5 separate regions of the Mus musculus genome follow, and regions 1, 2, 4 and 5 are each linked to region 3. Evidence: chromatin contacts called from public HiChIP or PLAC-seq and promoter capture Hi-C data. All regions are on one chromosome and are shown on one strand. Each heading gives the region's core, a stretch centred on a gene start, on an enhancer-like site or on the middle of the called end of the contact. The rest is flanking DNA. Distances are from core to core; before and after follow the strand shown. Region 1 holds the start of Tmem178b (transmembrane protein 178B). Region 2 holds the start of Dennd2a (DENN/MADD domain containing 2A). Region 3 holds the start of Dennd11 (DENN domain containing 11). Region 4 holds the start of Adck2 (aarF domain containing kinase 2). Region 5 holds the start of Ndufb2 (NADH:ubiquinone oxidoreductase subunit B2).

Region 1 (2,700 bases), core at 111-2,610, 560 kb before region 3:
GGTAGAAATAGCTTTAGTAGTGTTTGCATGTATGCCAAATGTATCCCTATTTTCAAGGACACAAATAGAATTGAGAAAAAGATAAGGAGAAGACACCCTGGCCAAAGTCGCTCAGCTTTATCAGGGCATCCCAGGGACCTCTGAGGATGATGTGGACTAGCAGGTGCCTGTAACTTCTAGACCAGCCGAGCATCATCTAAGAACCAAGTAGGTAATCCTAATGACTTCTCTTCACGAAGTAAATCCCCTTATAGAATTCAAGACTGAAAAACAAGGCACGCCCCTCCCCCACTAGATGGCACTGAAACGCCTTGTTCGCGATTTTCAAAATGCAGGGAGGAAAAAAAAAAAAAAAGACAAAAAGAATATGGTGGAGGTGCGTTCCTTTCGACTCACAAGTCCTGCTGTGCAAAGCTGGGTCCCTAGGGCACTCTCTTTTCCCCAGGGCAGCTCTTTATCCCTCAGTGGGGAACCCCGACTTTGGAGAGAGGGTGAAAACCGAAGGGTGAGCTTTAGAATGAAACCCCTAGTATGTGAAGCTGGATGGGAGGCTCCCAGCTTTGCGGCTCTGCTTCACGTGAGAGAAGCAGGGGGCGGGGTAGGGTGGGGATGGATCCTCTAGCTGGGGCCCACCTCTTCAAGGTCTGGAGTCTCGGTCCCACCTCAAAGAGGCCCTGCGGAGGCTAAATCCAGCGGTCATAGGGAAATCACGACAAACCCTATACCGAGGTTGCCTATAACTTCCTCTCCTCCAAAATCAACTGCCCTCTCACCCCACAGCGGCTCTCTTCTGGTCTTGAACGGATCAGTTAGTTGTCCCCTTTTCTTGCCGAAGAGTAAGGACAGGTGTGTGTGTGTGTGTGTGTGTGTGTGTGTGTGTGTGTGTGTGTATGTGTTGGGGTGTCGGCCGCTGGCTCACGGCTGCTCTCTGCTCAGTTCCAGGTAGAAACGCCAGTAGCTAGCAAGGTAGTGCTTATAGCTTTCTGGGGAAAAACAAAGATCAAACGAATAGGAGACACTAGAGGCGGAAACCGAGGTGCAGGGGTTCTCCCAGAGCCGGTTAAAGACCGTTCTCTAAGCATTTTCTTCTTTAAAGAACTGTGGCGAATTTAAGGGACTTTTCCACGGTCAAAAGAGAAACGGGAGACGTAGGCACCAACACTAAATTTATAATAATACACGTAAACATGCTACATATATGTATATGTGCATTAATATGGATGTGGTGGAGCCCATACCTACCTAGACACCATTGACTTGCCTGGCCAAAGAACAAGGCTCAGACATTTCGTGCCTGGAAAATGGTGTGGTTTAACTTTAAGAAGGCTAGAAAAATAAGAGATGAGGCTCACGTTGCACGGATGACATCACTAGCTTTTGGCTGCGCGCTCCGTGTTCTCGGCTGTGGGTTTTAGCCAAGGCTGCAGCGCCTGGAGGCCGAGCGAGTGACAGCGGCTTTCTCGGGCGCCCACACCCGGGCAATGCGATTTCTGGAGCCCCTGGGGTGCAGCTTGGGCTCTCGCTCCTCTCGGGCGTCGCCTGAGCCTGAGAGGCCCGGAAGCCTCTGCAGCTCGAGGAGGTAGGGAGGTGAAGCCGAGGCGCCCAGGCTCCCCCACCCCTCTATCCCCCGCCCCATTCACCCCAGTGCGGGGAGCCGGATCGCGGGACGCTGAGGCCGGGACGGGATATTCCACACGAGGCCGAGGGATCCCTAGTCTCGGCACCCGGGTGGGCTGAGAAGAAAATGGTGCAATCTGAGAGCGGCTGACCCCAGCTGGTTAGAGCAAGCGGTGCTGGAGTGCTTGGGCTCAGGTGGCGAAGGGGGCGGGTTGCTTCGAGCAGCCGGGCTCCGGGTTTTCTTCGTGCTCGCAGCATTTTCTCAGCACCTGGGCATCTCGCACGCGGGGCTGCGGAAGGCCAGGTGAAGTGGAGCAGAAGGGATATTGGAGAGGGCCGGGTGCACACACTCCAGGAAGAAGAAGGCGCTGGAGAGAGCCGCATGACACCGGGGAGGCTGGCGGCTGGGCGGGCAGCTCGCCACCCCTGAGCGACCTGTCCATGGTGTTGAAGGAGCTCCGAGCGCTCCGGGTGCGCCCTCCTCTGTGCAGTCCGTCCCTAACGCCCGTCAGCTGCCGCCCAGTCTCTGCAAACCCCGGGCCCTGAACAGTCGCGTAACGCCGCCCGAGTGTCCCCGCTGTCCAAAAGCGGAGCTGTCTTAATGGGGAGGCCAGAGGCAGGCCATCCGGGAGCTCGCGGGCAAAGGCTGGTAGAGACCATGCGTCTGCGGGCAGCTCGCTTCTGAGAGCACCCGTGGGGTCGGCAGGAGTCAAGGACCTAGTGGTGATCAGAGGACTCAGGCTTTGAAAAGACCCAACCTGGAAAAGAACAGTTCTGGGCACGCGTCCCCGGCCTTCGGCTGCAGACCGAAAAGGGGAGGAGAGTCCCAGAGAAAGAGATCCAGGCTGCACTCCCTACTCCGGGCAACCGGCCGTGAGCGCGATCCGTCCTTCGGCGAAGTGTCGCGTCCTCAGATCTCCCTCCCTATCATTCATTCCCAGGAAGCCAGGACTGTCACTCCGGTCAGCAAGCTGCACAGAGAAACCCAGCAAGCCTCGCCGTGGTCGAGAGCACTTGGTGTTTAGTTTGTGATTGCTGGGCGGCGTGCAGAGGCGGACGGAGGGTTAGGACTGTTGCCCCCTG
Region 2 (2,700 bases), core at 15-2,514, 880 kb before region 3:
CCTGCCTGCCTACCAGTAATCCTGAATTTAGAGAGTTAAGACAAAAGGGAGGACTTTAAGTTTGAGGCCAGCCTGGGTCACATACTGAGACCCTGTCTCAAATAAATAAACTGTCTGTTTCTGTTTGCCTTCTGCTTCCTCTCTGAATCTCCAACTCTCTCCTCTGTGGTCCATTCCCTAAAGAGCCTATTCAACTCTTCAGGTGTTTGGTACTGAAGGAGAAAGGCTTTTCTATAGTAACCACAGCAGGTGCAAGTGTTTCATAACAAATTACTGTAAAGTGCCTATTATAACACTATTACCACACTCCACAATTACCTGTCTTTTGGGGAGCTATAGTCACAACCCTGAAAGCCATCAGAGCACCCGGCCAGAAGTCAGCCTGCTCCTTCCTCAGCAGGCTGGTTAAATTAGGGTCCCAGCTCTCTCCTTGTTCCAATCCAGGGCCAAAGGAAGGCACTCCTTAGCTTCCTGTGTCTGCCCCTCACTACAGGATTCCGGGCGCTGAGCTCCCTCTGGCTCAGTGGTCTGACTCCATATCACAGTGACTCTCCTGCACAGGACTATATCCTGTGTGGTTAAGAGACTTACCCTGGGCTCCATCTACTCCCAACTCCATCCTTGGGGAGGAAAGTGGGAGAAGTAAACTTCAACGTACCCCACTTTCCACCACGACAAATCCCGACTAGAGCCGCCTGGACTCCCCCACCCCAGCGTACACACTCGGTCTCACACGCGCGTACTCACTCACAGCCGCCCGGGAGCTCCGGCACAGCGCAGGGCCGGGCTCTGCCCAGTTTCTGCAAGTTTCTTCGGCCCTGAAGTTAGCCCGACCCGGGAAAGAGCTGTGGATCGCTTCCTGCGCGGGTCCCCAGGGCCCCGCTGAAGCGTCCCCAGCGCCGCCTGCGAGGAGCCCCGGCTTGCGCCTGCAGTCTCCTCGTCGCCCCCGCGCGTACCCTCCCGGGTCTCCCCCGAGGTCGCCCGCACTCCGGCGCCCAGCCCTACCTCTCTACGGGCGTCGGCTCCGCGGGTTCTGGGGCGCAACTCGCGGTCGCCCGGGGCAGGGGCGGCGGGGGCCTGGGGCGCCATGGCCCGCTGCCCTCCGCGCCTTTGTCCGCGCGGCCTCCCCCGGCCGCCGCGAGCCCCTCGGGTCCCCGCCGCGCGCGCTCCCGTCCGGTCCCCGCCGCCTCCGGCCTCGGAGGCGTGCTGCGTCTCCTCTGGCCTCCCGCGCGCGCGGCCCCTTCCTCTGCCCTGGGCTGCGCCGCGACCGTCTGCAGTGACGCGCGCCCCCTCCTCCCGACCCATCCCGCGGCTCCAGTGAGCTAATCCGCAGCTGGCGGGCGCCCGGCCGGTTGCCACAGCAACCACTCTCCCAGGGCCCGCCGCCGAGGGGAGCCACGGTAAACAGGACCTTCTGCCGCACTCACTCGCCCCCTCGCCTTTCGAGGGGTGGGGGAGACGGTGGCTTAACCTTTTCTGTGCTGAAGATCGCCGAACCGGTTCTCTGCTACCCCGACTGAGGTCCATTCTTGAGATGCGCTTAGCCAGGGGCCGAGAACCAGATTTAGACAGCACCAAAGCCGTAGCCACACTCCCTGCCCTTGCTTTGTTTCTGAGCAGTTAGGGTGGACGCCTCAGGCAGAATTGGGCTCCACATTTGCCCCCAAGCAACTGACAGTCATGAGATAGGCCTTCGAGGCCCAGTTTGCCCATAAGCAACAACTCACAGTCATGAGACAAGCTATTTGGACCCAAGGGTCCATATTTGCCCCTAAGCAACTCAGGAGCCTGGGCCATAAGGATCCAGGGGCCCACCTCCCTACAGAAGGGTACAGAATGGGTCCCAAGCCCTGGTCAGGAAAAGTGATCAGAGAACTGGCTTTCTACAGCACACCGGTCCCACGGTCCCACGGTTCCACGGTCCCACGGTCCCACGTACACAGGGTGCAGTCAAAGCACTCACACAGGAGGTTTTTAAGACAGTAGGATTGCCAAATTGGGGGGCTGGTGAGATGGCTCAGTGGGTAAGAGCACCCGACTGCTCTTCCAAAGGTCCAGAGTTCAAATCCCAGCAACCACATGGTGGCTCACAACCATCCGTAATGAGATCTGACTCCCTCTTCTGGAGTGTCTGAAGACAGCTACAGTGTACTTACATATAATAAATAAATAAATCTTAAAAAAAAAAAAAAAAAAAGGATTGCCAAATTGGAGTCCACTTGAAAATGCTGTGGGGGCCTTAAGGGAGCCAACACAGGCTGGGGCATTCTCTGGGGCTTTGGTGACCAGCGATAGTGAATCAGTTATAGAAGGTGGAGAAACAGGGCAAGAAAAGACAGCCTGAAAAGAGGGAAGAGTGTGACTGGTGTTGTGGGGGTGTCACATTATGGTATTTGGGGGACCCTTAAGTGGGAGGGAATAAGGATCGATGGGTAGGCCTGGAGGGATTCAAGTGGCCTGGGCAGAATTTGAATATTATGCTAAAGGCAAAGGGGTCCAAGCAGAGAAACACCAGATGCTAAGTGCTCAGGCCTGACAGTGACAATTTATCTGCCCTGAGGGTAGGTGCCAGCCAGTCTCCTTCCTGGCTATTAGAGACCTTCAAGAGTAGCCTAATGGCCTAAAGCTTAGGTTGGGGTGGCCAGTTGGGGGTGGGATAGGTACAGACCCAGAGTCTTACAACTTCACAAAGTGGGTCCT
Region 3 (2,816 bases), core at 65-2,564:
CCCACAAGTCCTGCCGCTAGGAATAGGGCATTCGCCTTTGTAAGGAGCCTGTTTGCTGGCTCAGAATCGTTGACCATGGTTAAGCCACCCACCCTAGAAGCCACCAGCATCCATCATCTCTGAAGTACCTGGCACATAATCCTATTTCTTCTTCCTAGCCCATCCATCCTCTCAGGGTTGGAAGACTGGCTGGGAACTTCCAGAAGGAAGAAAACCATCCTTCCCTCACAAACACCAGCTCCTCACGCTAGCAGCTCAAAGGAGAAATCGAGGAAGAAGCATCCGAGCATTCCTCTTCCTCAAATAAGCAGCTGGGGGATTCCAATGCCTTAAGCTGGAGCCCACAGCCATTCGTTCACTTTTATCCCCTCGCGGAACCGCCTACTGTTGCAACGCACTCCCCACCCCGGAGTGGGTGGCTAGGGTAGAGACGGTGTGACACAGCCAGTGAGTCTTCCCAGAAAGGCAGCCTGCCAGCGAAAGCTTCTCCAGCCCCATCCCCTAACGCTCTCACGTTAATTCCTAAAAATGAAGCCTTCGGAGAAAGTGAACTAGGCGGCTGGGAAAGTTACGGCGCAGGGAGCAATCCGGAGCAAGGGCAGGCGCAGAGCAGGGTCGTTCTGAACCCTCGTGGGAGGCGACGTACGCGGGAGGGGGGGGGGTGTCTTCCTCTCGGCGTCTATAAGAACCTTTCAGCCCAGCAGGAAAACAGAGAAAACAAAAGCCAATGTGCCCGCTGCCGCAAACCAATCCTCCCGCACTGAAGCGGAGCAAATAGGAGAGCGGCGACTAGGCGGCGGAGCGGAGCTGAGAGCGGCGGCGGGACGGAGCAGGGGGCGGAACAAAGCCCCCGGGATCCCTCGGCTCCAGTCTGGAGACACAGCGCCCCCGTGCCCCGGGACCCCCGGGCAGGGAGGGATGCAGGTGTGTGGGTGCGAGTGCGTGCGCAGCGAGTCCCTCCCCCGCGCCCCCGAAACCCAGTGTGCAGTCTCCCCCACCGCCCCCCCCCAATCCTTCCATCCCTAAGTGGCTCTCACCGGAGCGAGGATCGAAGGTGACCACGAACACGGCCACCACCTGGTCCTCCTCTACGTCGCCTAGCTCTAGGCGCCCCGGCTGCAGCAGCACTTCGGGGGGAGCTGGCTCGTCGGGTTCCCGCCTTCGGGGCGCCTCCGCGGCCACTCGGCCCTCCCCACTGCCGCCCCGGACCCATCCTCCAGCTTGCAGCGCGGGGTCCTGCGGCACAGAGACCGCGGGGCCCTCGGCCCAGCGCAGCAGCGGCGCCGCGTCTCCCTGCTCCACCATGGCGAGGCGAGGCGGAGCCGGGGCGCGAGGGGCGGGGCAGGCTGCGGGCACTCCCCTCCGGGCCTGCCCGCCCTGCCGCTTTCTGCGGTGCGGAGGCTCTCTGGGTGCCCGCTGGGCTTGGCCACACCTGCCCCTGCTCGGACACCAGCGCACTTGCTTGGTCCCGGAGCTCTGGAAGGTGGCCCGCACGGGTTCAGCGCCCCGTGGCCTGGTCCGGGCTTCAGCTCTGCATCTCTGTATGTGGGTGCTCTTGATCCATAGTGTAGGGTGCAGGACGCGCATCCCTTAGTCTGTCACCTGCGCGTGGGTTGAAGAGCCTTCCCAACTAGGATTCCACTGTGAATTTTTGAACGTCACCATTATGGAGCGGAGCACATATATTATATAATCCCGAGAGCTTGGTGAAAACTGCCTCCAAGTCAGGAAGTGAAGCAGAGGACATCCCAAGTGTTTCAAATACACACACAAATCAAGATCAAAAGGACTGTAAGGTTGCCATTGGGCATTTAACTTTATTTATATAACAGGCTGGTCGAGATAGTGATCATTAATTTATTTCCTTGCATATATGCAGTTTGGAGATATTAAGCTGGAGGGCTGGGGTGGGGGTGGGGGGCATTCTACATTAAAATAAGCAGGAAAAAGTGAGTAGGAAAGCAGCCCTTAAGCCTGTCTGTGGCTTTGGTAAGTAAGGATTGCCAATGAATTCCCTCTGAATATTTACAAATAAAAATTTGAATTTCTCAGTTCTTGGAAGGGGGTAAATCTGGTGACTAACTTAGAGGTATGCATAAGAAATATCCATTAAAATTATGAAAAAAATAAGATAGCAAGAGACAATTATTTTTAGATAGAATTCACCTCATGTTTCTGACAAGGACTTGGTAAAATTTTTGTGTTACCTGTTAACTCCAGGGACTTTGTGAAGCCCAGGTCTCCCTGCTTTGATCCTGTTCCCAAGAGGATCATCAATGACTGCCTACCCACAGCTGCTGCTAGTTCCAAATATGTGACTCACGCCTTAACAGTAAAACGTTTTACCAAAAAGTAGTGATTGCTGTCATCATCATTAGTTAGTTCACCCTAACCCCCATCCCCTAAAGACATGTTAAGTGACTACCTCACTCAATTAATGGAGTAATTACTGAAATGGGAGTCTGGGGAATGTACAGTCCAAGCCAGGGCTAGGGCACAATCCAGTTTAAATTCAAGGGCACATCTGCTTGAGTTTTGCACAAACTCTGAAGGCCAGACAACAAAGCCCACTACTTCAGAAACTGAGGCACAGCCAAAGCTGAAGTTGAGAAGTACAAGATTCTATTTTTAGATACAAAACTCGGTTGATAGATAATCCTTAACCACTTTCCAAAGTCACCGGTTTTAGGGCAAATGGGTTGGTCGGTTCTTTCTTTTCTTTTTCTTTCTTCCTTCCTTCCTTCCTTCCTTTCTCTTTTTTAATAGTTGTGTTGTTTGTTTTTGGTGTTTTTCTTCTTGTTTTTGTTTTGTTTTGT
Region 4 (2,700 bases), core at 50-2,549, 860 kb before region 3:
CCTTCCTTCCTTCCTTCCTTCCTTCCTTCCTTCCTTCCTTCCTTCTTTCCTTCCTTCCTTCTTTCCTACTGGAATTGAAAGTGAGGGCACCGTGCCTGACACCTGACCACATTTCAAAGCAGTGTAAGGCATCATGTCTGCCTTGGGAAACCCAAAGGGTGTACCCCATCTTTTAGAGTTAGGAACTGGACTGTTATTGACCATACAGGAAGAGCCATTGGCCACTCCACTATTCCTGACTGTTAGTGGCCCTGATCTTACCTTTGGAGAAATTACTATATCTTCTGAGCCTTCTGGATGGCCAGGGGGTGTGTGTCTTGAGGTTGAATGACATGTCCAGTGATAGGAACCCTGGCCTTGTCCTTGTTTCTCTTTTTCTATAATCCTTTTCACCTGGGATGTCTTTAAATCTACCCTTGGTCAGACTTTTGTGCAAATTTCTTTCCACACAGGGACAAAAGCTGTTGATAGGTAGTAGGGACTGTGGTGCCCCAGGGCAGGCAGCTTTTTAAGTTCCAGAGCGCTGAGAAGAAATTGCAAGCCCTTTCCCTGGCTATGTAGGCTCAGTTCCCATGCTCTATCACCTACACACACACACACACACACACACACACACACACACCCCTCAGAACATCAAAAGTCTTTCCTACTTTGGAACTTTTATTTGGCTCCTCTCCCAACACCCTTTTTTTCTTCTCCAAAGTAGCCCAGCCTATGATTCAACCAGCTCCTCACTGCTTCTGTGGCCCTTGCTACATTTTTATTTCTATGACATTTATTTTGTATGTGGGGGACACGACTTAAAAGGAATTGGTGACATCCTTCCTTCATGTAGGTTCCACGGATCGAACTCATTTATTTCGTTGGGCTTGACATAAAATAATATCGTTACCTATCTAGTTTAGTATATATTCTTGTGACTCAACAAATATTAAATTAAATTCAAGAAAGACCTGATTTGGCTCAATAAGTCTTAGTTAAGTGTATAAGCCATTCCCTAAGGTCTAAACACCGCCGCTAAGTCAGCGTAGCCTGAGACTCAAGAACTCAGCAGCTGAAAAATCTGTCCTTCCTTTGGACCCACTTGTAATATTCAGTGTAGTTTAATATTTCTAGGATTTAAGCTACGAGGCTGTGAAGAGGAAAGGCAGACGCGGAAAAGAGGGCTACAGAGCTCGCGTCTGCGTTTTTTCTCTAAATCATCACAGGAACTCGATGTGCCCAGGCGCTTTTGCCCTAGTTCGCGCCGTGGCCCCTTTAAGGAGCATGTCGTGGGCAGAGAGGGCGGAACCAGGTACCGGAAGCTGGGAGCAGCGCTGGCCCGGACGCTTAGTGCTCTCTCTCTCTGCCTGGTTGTCACTGCCCGCTCTGTGCAGGTCCCGAGCCATCGGCTCGGCATCTCCGCCGCCCCCCGGGAGCCTGGCCCGTGAGCCCGCCGGAGCGCGCCTCTCAGGTCTTCCCGCGGCCCTCTGAGGCTTCGTCGTTCTCTCTAGGCCGCGGGTCCGCATCTCCGTCCCTGGCGCTCGGCGACTCCCTGCACTCTGAGCTCTGGCGCTGGACAGCTTGTCACCCGTGGTCCCCGGCTCAGGTCCCCGTTATCCCTCCCCTCCTGGGCTGCGCTAGGGGGCGCGGTCCGACTCATCCCCGCTTCGGCACGGAGCGTCTCCACAATGGCTTCCCTTTAGGTAGAGAACAAGCAGTCTAGGCCAAGGGGTCTAGAGAGGATGGTGACCCCCTGGCGTTTGTCTGTCAGGGTCTGCTTGTCACACTTAAGATGCTTTGAGTTCAGAAAGGAACTTGGGCATTCCAGACCCCTGGGATGCTCTCGCAATGCCAGACTATGTTGGTTTCTGCTAGGTACTTTGCCCAAATTAATCTCAGCCCATGGCAGTGTTGGAGAGGGGGCGCCTGGCAGCTTGTGCCAGAGAAAGACTCACTGGAGTGACCTGGCGGAAAATGGACTAGTGGAGAAGGTGGCCCAAGAAGGGCCTCTGGCCCGCGTCTTACTGTGTCTCCGCCTAGGGCTCCGCGCTGGTGTGCTCTTGGCGAAATTCTTCCCCCTCCTCTTCTTGTACCCTCTCACCTACTTGGCCCCTGGCCTCTCCACCCTCTGGCTCCATCTGCTTTTCAAAGCTACAGAGACCTCAGGCCCAACATATATCAAATTGGGCCAATGGGCCAGCACCCGGCGCGACCTCTTTTCAGAGGCTTTCTGTACCCAGTTCTCCAAGCTGCATGTCCAGGTGACCCCCCACCCTTGGGCAAGGACGGAATACTTACTCCAGCAGGCATTTGGGGAGGATTGGGGCAGCCTCCTCTTTTTCGAGACCCGGGAACCTGTAGGTTCAGGTTGTGTGGCCCAAGTGTACAAAGCGTTCGCTAGTATTTCCTTGTTGGAGGAAGACAGGATCTGGAGACTTGGGGAGCTCTCTGCCCCAGGAACCAGGGCCGTGGTGATGCAGAGAGAGCCCTTTATGAAAGACCGGAAGCCTTCAGAAAACCTTGCCGACGAAGCATTTCTAGAAAAACTGCTTCTTCCTAAAGCTGACCTTGGTGGGTCAGAAGTGGGTGTGTCTCAGGCTCCCTGGCATCTGCCTAAGTCAGATCACCTCATCCCAGTGGCAGTGAAAGTAAGTGCTCTCAGACCTTGCCTAGCACTTTAATCAAGTACCTACCCACTGAGCTGTCTGCCCCAGATCC
Region 5 (2,805 bases), core at 232-2,731, 840 kb before region 3:
AATATGTGATGTTGGTACACTAATGTTATAACCTAAAACTGCATGTTCTTCAAATCAACCAACCCAAACCATAATGTACCAGGGAAGACCTTGTTGGAATCAATATTCTTGGTATCACACACACCCCTACCCACTAGATCATAGCGAAAGTAATCCTGCAAAGCAACATATTATTATTATTATTATTAATTTTTCTTTTGGTAAAATGTGCCATAACTTACAGTGGCCTTGCAAGCACACTAGGGCGGGAAGTTCAGTTGTTATTCTAATACAGGTGATGACTGTGTCTCATCCTATTGGTAGAGTGCGACCTCAGACTCTGCCATGGTTGGATAGTTCCTAATAGATGCAAAGGAAGGAGGGAAGGAAGGGGTCCATAGCTCTTGTCGTCAGAATGGAAGGCCTTTGTGTAAACAGGTTTTCCAGATGATTAAAATACTTGAATAATTTTACAAGGTGGAGATTATTAGAGTATTGACTGTTGGTGTGCTAGCTACTGTTTATAGAAAAAAGTCCGTTTCTCACAACCTCTTGGGGTTAGGAGTAGTCTTAGGTTTGGAGTCTATCCAGATTTCAACAGAGGCAATACTGAGAGAAAAAAGCAGGCCGAGGAAGGCGGACTATTTTAATAGCCAGTGGAGCCTTTGTTTCTTGAAGGAAATCTGAAGTGAGTGAAAAAATTAGTTTTTCTGGAAAGATGACAGTAGGCTATCCTATAGACCTAGTAACTCGGAACAGATATGTATGTCTTGTTTTATGAGGATGAGCTTGAAAATTCATATTCCCTCCCCACTAATGGCCGGAGACTGAGCGCATCTGCGCGTCTACGTGCATCTATTTGTGTTACAGCTCCCACTGCGAGTACATTTCTACGGCTGAAGTCAGGTCTCGATTTGTTGCCATCTTGGTGTTGCATCTTAACTGGACTGCCCTCATGTCCTTATTTTTCTGCTTGCTTATTACATTAATAACAAGAGGAAATGCCAAAAAACCTCGAATTGGCTAAGGCTCGAGGCGTTAGGAACTTTCCCCCATGTTCCTGGCCGACTTATTCCGAGTGTGCCGGGTTGGGTTCCTCAGGTGATTCCCGTGCCACCAGTCCAGGTTCTGAAATTTAACACCCTGGCTGATTAGTCATTCAGAACAATGCTGAAACAACGATGCTATAAAATAAACATTGCGATGTTATAAAATAAACATTGCGTGGTTCAGAAAGGGCTTAGGCCTTTAACAAGGGCCCACAGTGGCAAGAACATGCATGAAAGCACCGTCTATATGAGCCAAAGCAGGGAGCAGCAGTAAGGTCAGCCAAGAGCACCTTGCCAGGCTGTGCCACGAGGCAGCCAGGGCTCCTCCTGAAGGACGACCTATCTGCCCGTTAACCTGGAGCCTCTAAGGTCCGCCAATGGCTTGAACTTGTCCCCTGTGGCCTACCATCAGCCCGGGTAGAGACGCAGTGCGACGCAGTGACGTCACGGGCCGGGACTCGGGGAAGTGACGCATCAGGGGTGGGAACTGCAGTCTTGCTAGTATGTCTGCGCTCACCCGTCTGGTACCTTTCGGCCGCGTCGGAGGCCGCCTGCTCCGGGGCTGCCGCGCGCGGGCGGCTGGAGACAGTGGAGTCCGTCAGTGAGTGTCGGGCGGGGGCGAGGGTTCGGCCGGCTTGAACAGGCAGCGCTGCCATCCGGACGCTGTCACCTTGAAGCAGTCGCCCGGGAGGGTGCGTGAAACTCCGCTGCCGCCCGAGGCATGCTGGGTCTTGTAGTTTTGCCTGGACCGAGACTGGCCTTTTAGTCGGCTTGGTGGGCTAGAGGTGAAGGGATGGCGCAGGGTTGCGGGAGAGAGGCGTTAACTAAGACCCGAGTGATAAGAATCCAGTCCCGCACAGTCTCCCGGACTGAGCCTTCCAAGCAGCTGGCTAGTGGAGGTCCCGAGCGCATGGAGACGGGTGGAGATGGGCTCAGAGACAAGACGGGTCCAGGCAGGGCAGACACGGAGACCTTGAGTCAGTAAGGTAGTATAGTCTGTTCTTTTCACCATTAGGTACATTTTTACGATTAAAATTTGGCACTTTTTTTGAGCCTCACTGTGTAGCCTCGACTGACCTGGAACTCATTAGTGATCCTCCTGTCTCTGCTTTCGGAGTGCTGGGATTAAAGGCGTGCGCCCCCAAGTCAGTGTTTAGATTTGGCACTTTAAATCCTAGATTGGATGCTGTGTCTTACTCATTTTGCCTTCTCTCCACCCGAGATTTGTAATACTTATAGCTTTATTTTGTTGTATTGATCTGTCTCTCAGTCTCTGTCTGTCTCTGTCTCTCTGTCTCTGTCTCTCTCTCGCTCGCATATAACCTGGCAGGTTTTGTCCACCGAGATTTCTTTTAAGATCTTCATACCGTTTTGGGGATGCTTCCCGTCCAGTTTCACTACTTAGCTTGGATTTCCCTTACCTCCAACGGGGGAAGAAGGGTTCCACTATTCATCTAAGTTCCCAGCCCTTGGTTTGGGTTTTTGGGCCACAAAAGGTCCAACCCAGCAATAGTTCAGGTGGAAACTTACCTGAAGTTTGGCTTCTGGTAACTAAGTTTCAGTTTCCTTCTCGTTGATTTATTATTACTTTTCGCCCTTTCATTATGGGGCTACAGCTTGATTCAGGAGTCTAATGATAGACCACTTGTCTTGGGTCTCTGAGTCGTCAGAGTGGGATCCCTGTGAATGCCAGCTTCAGTACTGGCTTCCCAGGCATTTGTGCTCAGTTACTGATACTTTTTTTTTTTTTTTTAAGATTTATTTATTTATTATATGA

What was found. Promoter capture Hi-C pulls out the DNA fragments that hold promoters and counts their contacts. HiChIP or PLAC-seq counts read pairs in DNA pulled down with a chosen protein or histone mark.
Region 1: a contact with region 3 is called in an H3K4me3 HiChIP or PLAC-seq map of embryonic stem cells, with 23 read pairs. The contact joins the promoter of Tmem178b here to the promoter of Dennd11 in region 3. A contact is called at or near these places in 3 of 39 promoter capture datasets (embryonic stem cells and neural stem cells), 8 of 484 Hi-C or Micro-C datasets (embryonic stem cells and stem cell-derived neural progenitor cells), 16 of 115 datasets of contacts at active chromatin or transcription factors (differentiating embryonic stem cells, embryonic basal ganglia, embryonic forebrain and 6 more) and 3 of 9 other capture datasets (adipose tissue, embryonic stem cells and pancreatic islet).
Region 2: a contact with region 3 is called in a FOXA1 HiChIP or PLAC-seq map of pancreatic cancer cells. The contact joins the promoter of Dennd2a here to the promoter of Dennd11 in region 3. A contact is called at or near these places in 2 of 39 promoter capture datasets (hippocampal neurons and liver) and 1 of 115 datasets of contacts at active chromatin or transcription factors (pancreatic cancer cells).
Region 4: a contact with region 3 is called in an H3K4me3 HiChIP or PLAC-seq map of stem cell-derived neural progenitor cells, with 5 times the contacts expected there. The contact joins the promoter of Adck2 here to the promoter of Dennd11 in region 3. A contact is called at or near these places in 3 of 39 promoter capture datasets (cranial neural crest, hippocampal neurons and liver) and 2 of 115 datasets of contacts at active chromatin or transcription factors (embryonic hindbrain and stem cell-derived neural progenitor cells).
Region 5: a contact with region 3 is called in a promoter capture Hi-C map of hippocampal neurons, with 2.5 times the contacts expected there. The contact joins the promoter of Ndufb2 here to the promoter of Dennd11 in region 3. A contact is called at or near these places in 5 of 39 promoter capture datasets (the 3T3-L1 cell line, the C10 cell line, embryonic stem cells and 1 more), 1 of 484 Hi-C or Micro-C datasets (embryonic stem cells) and 2 of 115 datasets of contacts at active chromatin or transcription factors (embryonic forebrain and embryonic hindbrain).

What each region holds. Positions count from the first base shown.
Region 1 is chr6:39,870,076-39,872,775 of GRCm38.p6, forward strand. It overlaps Tmem178b (transmembrane protein 178B), which reads left to right and starts at 1,361. Exons shown (of 4, transcript NM_001360978.1): 1 at 1,361-2,700.
Region 2 is chr6:39,556,570-39,559,269 of GRCm38.p6, forward strand. It overlaps Dennd2a (DENN/MADD domain containing 2A), which reads right to left and starts at 1,265. Exons shown (of 19, transcript NM_172477.4): 1 at 1,006-1,265.
Region 3 is chr6:40,434,821-40,437,636 of GRCm38.p6, forward strand. Dennd11 (DENN domain containing 11) reads right to left here and starts at 1,315. Exons shown (of 9, transcript NM_001356375.1): 1 at 1,038-1,315. The coding sequence starts at 1,305. It also overlaps a transcript of Wee2 not described here.
Region 4 is chr6:39,572,577-39,575,276 of GRCm38.p6, forward strand. Adck2 (aarF domain containing kinase 2) reads left to right here and starts at 1,300. Exons shown (of 8, transcript NM_178873.3): 1 at 1,300-2,630. The coding sequence starts at 1,725.
Region 5 is chr6:39,591,084-39,593,888 of GRCm38.p6, forward strand. It overlaps Ndufb2 (NADH:ubiquinone oxidoreductase subunit B2), which reads left to right and starts at 1,482. Exons shown (of 4, transcript NM_001358797.1): 1 at 1,482-1,629. The coding sequence starts at 1,532.